Regions from separate parts of the Drosophila melanogaster genome. Here region 2 is linked to region 1. A link is a contact called in public Hi-C data. All regions are on one chromosome and are shown on one strand. The core of a region is the stretch at or near the end of the contact, and the rest is flanking DNA. Distances in the headings are between cores, read along the strand shown. Region 1 holds the start of Atx2 (Ataxin-2). Region 2 holds the start of pxb (pxb,).

Evidence for each region. Hi-C and Micro-C count contacts between places; a contact is called where the count stands out from the background.
Region 2: a Hi-C map of the Kc167 cell line shows a contact between it and region 1, with 4 times the contacts expected there. A contact is called at or near these places in 2 of 107 Hi-C or Micro-C datasets (the Kc167 cell line and the S2 cell line) and 1 of 7 datasets of targeted methods (the Kc167 cell line).

What each region holds. Positions count from the first base shown.
Region 1 is chr3R:15,407,947-15,410,951 of dm6, reverse strand. It overlaps Atx2 (Ataxin-2), which reads right to left and starts at 1,501. Exons shown (of 5, transcript NM_169658.3): 1 at 1,418-1,501.
Region 2 is chr3R:15,664,711-15,667,715 of dm6, reverse strand. pxb (pxb,) reads right to left here and starts at 1,533. Exons shown (of 5, transcript NM_001275680.1): 1 at 1,130-1,533.

The DNA.
Region 1 (3,005 bases), core at 252-2,751:
TTAGAAGGGGTTCGAAGTGTGCCAAAGAACGATACGAAACTCAGCGCAGCCGCCGCACGTCACAGCAACTGAAAACGTATAACTAAAAACTGAATACGGCAAGCGGCAAACAGCAAACGCAAAGCTGCAAAATGCTGACAATGCAAGAAATTGCATTCGAAGAAGGCGAGCGACGAGAGTAAAAAAAAAAAATATAATGCACTACGTGATACGTGAGCGAGTGTGCCATGCATCACCGTGGGCACTACGGGCACGGGCCGCACAGTGGGCCTGATTCGCCCTGAGCGCCATCCCAGGCCCACTGTGCCCACAAGCTTGAGGTTGTGATGTGGTATTGTGTTGATGCCGTACACAATGAATAATGAACACGCATTTCAAACCGTTTGCGGCATAAATATGACTGGACGAGGAAGACTCGTATGATAAGGCCAAAGTGAGTGGCCACTACAGTGATACCTCTTCAGCAATCCAGTACAGGCTATGATTTGTATGATTTCAACGATAGTCTTCACATTTATTAACATTCGTTAGTAATCACCGAATGTTACTTTAAAAAATGTGAAAATATTTTAAAGTGCTTAGTCATAGTGATTCACAATACTGACACATTTCTACTCCATTACAATGCAATTTTGGGAACACTTGCTATTTGGTTCTTTCCATAACTGATTTATTTATTCTGTGATAAATCACAATCCTAATTACATTATACAAATAGGGTTGAGTTATTGAAGAGACCACTACTATCTTTACGCCTGCAAACTTGCATTATGAATGATTTTTTGACCATTTTTTTTGGTATTTATATGTATTTATATTTATATGATTTGTTTCTCAACTATTTCTTAAATACATATCTGCACAGTTTTTCACAGATAAATTGATAAAACTGGCGGACGTGCCGATACTTATGCGCCGCACTGTGTCCGAATGCGGATGTGAATGTTGTTGTGTGGCTGCGTTTGTGGCTGTGCCTGTGTGCGCTGCAGTCATATTTCAATTGAAAATTTTAAGGGCGCAGCAGCAGGAGGACAGGGGTGGGGAATGGGTGTTGGGGGCTATGGAGCACCCTCTCACGGGGGTGGCAATGCGACTCGTTGGTGCGACAAAACGGAAACCTTTAAACAAATTATGTTCTCTACACACATTTGGCCATTGTGAAAGGGAAATGTAAACAAAGCATAAAGTTCGATTCTTGAAACACAAACACACACACACATGCTTGCACTCACTCGCACACACAGACACACAGGGCTCGCGATGGCCTATTATATAAGCGCCATTTGCATTCCAAAAAACCAACAAAAAAAAAGCTTAAGAATGGTTTTCCATGAGATGATGCAGTAGTAGGTAGCATTCACGAGATTAAGAAAAAAAATAATAATGTGAAAAAAGACGACACGAGACGCGCTTTCACCTTTTAATTTTTTTTTAGTCAACCGGACCGGGAGAGAAAAGAGCTCTTTGTGGCGCTTTCGGTTGTCGCGGGTTTTCAATTTGTCAGGGCAACGGCGAACTGCAAACTGCGACGGCAAAAAGCAAAGGCAAAAAGCAAAAGGCAAAAACAAACCAGCCCCAAATGCAGTGGTGTGCGTTTGTGCCCCCCTTTGTTGTGTGGCATGGCACTCTGCTGACTCTGGTACCTCTGCGTGCTCGGCTCACCTGAAGCACCCTGCTCAAATGACGCCCCTGCGCTATCGCCCCTGGTTTTTGCCAGTGCAGCTGGGTGCTGGTGGTGCTGGTCAAAGCTGCTTCTTCTTACCTTGAGATGCCGCCGCTGGCACCGCCGCCAGTGGGTCGGGTTTTCCGCTTGCTATTGTTGTTCATAATAACGTCGATTGGATGTGGATCGCCAATTGCCAACTGCCAATTGCCAACCGCCGATGTGGTCGGTTTGTGTCCGATTGCCGGGAGGCCAGAAGGAGCAGTCCGAGTACCAATTGACCACCAGGACACTTTTCAGCAGTCGTTCAAACCTGGCGTTTTTGCTTCTTTTCTCTTCTGTTTCCTCTTTCGCCCGTTTCTGCTGTGCTTCTTACTACTGCTGCTGCTGCTCTCTTGCTTCGGCTGCTACTTTTTGCTTCGGCCGATTTTCCCCCGGATTTACCAACTTTCCGATCGGAGGATCCTGATGCGATGGTCGCGGATGGGCGGGCGAGGCGTGTTCTAGCCAAGATGTGATATTTCGGCGCCGTCTAGCACTGTAACTTGGCTGCTATAAACGCTTTTGTTGCTAATTTTATTTTTTCCCTGCGTACTGTAGCGATAACGAGCAAGGTTGCTTGACGAGTTGCTTTCCGCAGTCGATACTTTTTTGCACATCCCTAGCGCACATCGACGGCGTATTTGGCAAATCGGTGAAAAAAAATAGTGGAAATGCAACAACGGAACGGCACGACGAGCTGCAGCGACTGGGCGGCGGTAGTGGTAAACGGCGAATTTTGTTGCGTCGAAAGACTATTTTGCTAATTTATTAACTTCAATCTGAACGGGGGTGCGTATGTGCAGCCACAGTGTTCGGTATCGAATGGTTATCGCCTGCGCACTCGATTTGACAGCGCCAGACGGTGTTTGCCTATCGATTGCTCCCGGGCTATCGCCTGCTCAAAAACAGTGTTGCACACAGTCGTTTGGGCGCGCAATTTGAACTGCTTATGGTTTGTATTCAATCGCAGCGGTATTAAGCAAATATTTGCTCCAAATCTAGATCACAAATACAGGCGAATCTATTAATAGCCCGGAGCTATCGTCTGTGTCCCAGTAGGTGGAAAACATCCGCATGTTTACCGAATGTCAAGATAGGCGGCCACAGACGACGACCTTGTATGTCAAGAAATTCCTTTTTCCGAGAAAGCTGCCGCCGCTTAATCATTTCAAAGTCAACCGCAAATCCACTCTTCGCCGACCTATGTCGTTTGTATCTCCTCTCCATCATGAGATATAATACTAATTACGATGCTATCTGGTTTACAGCCCAACAGGGTCGCCATACACATAAGCCGTAA
Region 2 (3,005 bases), core at 284-2,783, 260 kb before region 1:
CATTTTGCCAAACAGGTAGAATGCTTCCCATTCACACGATTCAAATCGATTCAAAATCCAGTACCCAGAATCATTGTGACCGCAAGCAACAGTTCACTTGTCCGAGGACTTTTCGAGCTACCCACGCCACTCCAGATTGAGTTGTTATTATTATTTATATCCATGGCGACCACGATTCCCGTTTAACAACTCATTTAAGACCAGATCTTATCGCGATCCTTCGTACATCTTCTTGTCCGACTTCCCCAGCTCCAGCCATAAGCATAAATTTTATTTTGCGTGAATTTATGAGTTGCGCCGACGACAGGCGGGGTATACTTTACTTATTTACCAAAGGATTTACACGCCAAAGAATTGGGGAAAATAATGAACTTCGACTGGCTGCACTTGTTGCGCGTTTGCTAATAATTTAAACAAATTTACAGAATGGAAAAACACAGCGCTCGAAAATGCAGGTAAACAAAGGTGTCGCCTCAACTAGTATTTGGTTATAATTAAAGGTCCCTCGCAGTCTTTTCTTCTCTTTATTTTCTCGTCTCTTTGGCGGTTTCTACGCTTTGAAGAAGGGAAGAAGCCGCAGCTCCAGCGAAACCCAGAGATGATTTGTTTACATTCTGATGGAGCCGCATGGGTCGCCACAAGAGTTCTGTGCTTTATGGCTTGATAGCAGATAGCTGCACAGCTATCTGCTGTTTCCACAAAAATCACTCATCACTCGGGCGTAACTTTATATGGATAAACATATCTGTTCGATAGACACAACGCACACTTTCGGGGAATTTTGTTTGGAATCGGATATAATCCTTCACTTGCTTATTTGAATAATTCCCCAACTTCCTCCTATAAATCTCGTTTTTTACGGCCTCACTCCGCTGGAATGCCTTTTTTCAGTTCGTTTCAATTAGTAAGCACTGCACTCTGAAGATTAGAAAACTCAACTTTAAAACATACTTTAATGTTGTAATTCCCAAATCAAAGGGAAATTCCGTTGATCTTTGCTAAGAAGATTGTCACTCGCCTACAGAAGCTCAACCCAAAATCGCCAACTAATCCGGTGCGTAAAAGTTTTCAATTTCTCAGCGGCATATCCAGGTTTGATTTTTCATTTTCCATTTCCCTGCCCACTTACCCGCTTTTCTGCTTTTATAGTCCAACGGATATTTGTCAAGTGGTTTGATAAACTGTTTCTGCTTGTCTTTTGCTAGCTAATCAAATCGGTTTCGAGCCAATTGTTAATCCAATGTATTGCTTGCGAATTTCGCTTTGATTTTTGACAACTTTTCGAGTATCACTCAACACAGAATATTTGTGGTATTTGATTTATTATTATTAGTTTGCACGACGCGCGTATCGTTTGCTTGGGATTTGTGGTAAATATTTTCGTTGGTATTTATTTTCGTTTTCAGTAATCCACTAGTGATTCACATATCTTGAAAAAAGTCTCGTATTCCGTTCAGAGTTTTCTTTTCGATTATTGTGGCAACATGCGAGACACTCACGTCCGTTTCCTGCGACGTCGAGTCAAAAACTGAATTCCAAATTCGTTTCGAGCGACTGACGACGGCAGCTACATCTGCAACATGTGCAGCGGCAACAACACGACAGCAACATCGACATCGGTTGCCGCTGCCGAATCCAGAGAGAGAGTTCGGGGAAATGAACTTCCCGAGAGAGAGGATGAACTCATTCGGGCTCGTTCTAATCGGCATTTTCGCACATTTTCGTTGCAGTTGACATTCGCTGGCGCTGGAAAATTGTCCATGTTGCTGGCGAAAGTACAAATAAAATCATAAAAAAATTTACTTTAAATATTGCTTGGCACATTTTTATTTAAAAGTGCACACCTAGCTCTGTCTTTTCCAACCAAAGAATGTTTACGATTTGTTTACCTTGCATTTAAAATCGTATGCCGTTGAACTCTTATGTACATATCCCAAAAGATGTACAATCATGTAGTTTAGCAACCGTTGAAAAGTATTATTTTAATTCCTAATCAATTCCAATTATATTTGAGTGTCACCCAAAAACTTGTATGTATTTGCTATTTGTTCTCGTTTTATTTATCTACCGAGCCCATTAAGACGATTTATGGAAAGTTTCAGGAAAACATAGGTAGTTCCTTGGCTGTGATATTGTGACAGTCAATAACATGATAAACATCATAATCATATTTGAGAAAAGCCAAGCCCATTGTAAAAATATGAACACATAATGTTGAAATGGTAACTCAACATTTCTCATGTTGCTTAAGCTTGGGGATTAATTTCTTTTTTTATTAAACACATAAAAACTTAAAGCAGATTTAAAGACAGTCGAGCGATAATAAGTATGACTGATTTTTGAAAACAGATTTAGCAATTAGTTTTTTAAATAATAAGCTCATTAAATTACTCATCTAAGTGTATCAATTTCTGCACCTGTCCATTAAAAATGTATCATTCGAAAATGTCCCAATAAAACTAAATTATACTTCATCATATCGATTACCATTTTTTTTACCGGTAAGCAAAAATAACAACTTTTTGTCGTTCAATCAAGTGAAGAAGAGCAACAAAAACAACGACCACTATCAAGGTCAATGTCTGATGGGAGTGGTGGCGAAAACAGGGGGAGGCAGCGATTTCAGCATTTTCCTGGTTTTTTCTTCTTTGTTGCTGTTTTTCAGCTGCATGTAAAAGTGCAATAACAACAACACCAGCCGGCATGAAAATTCAATGTTATTTCTCATATCACCCAAGAAGTACTCTCTTTCGAAGTTGAACTTCGAAAATGAACTCGGTCTCTCTCGCGCTCACTCTCTCTCTCTCTCGCTCAATTGCCGTAGAAGTTGCTGGTGTCTTAGCAACATGTTGCTGATTGGTGCACACTCTTTTTTTGTTGCAATGCGATTTGTGTTTACGCATTTTTTTCGCACCTCCACTTACTGTTTACGTTTATCGTTATACTTTCACCTTCTGCGCCACTTTGGCCCCAGCCCCGCCCACTTTTCCACCATCCACCCACCG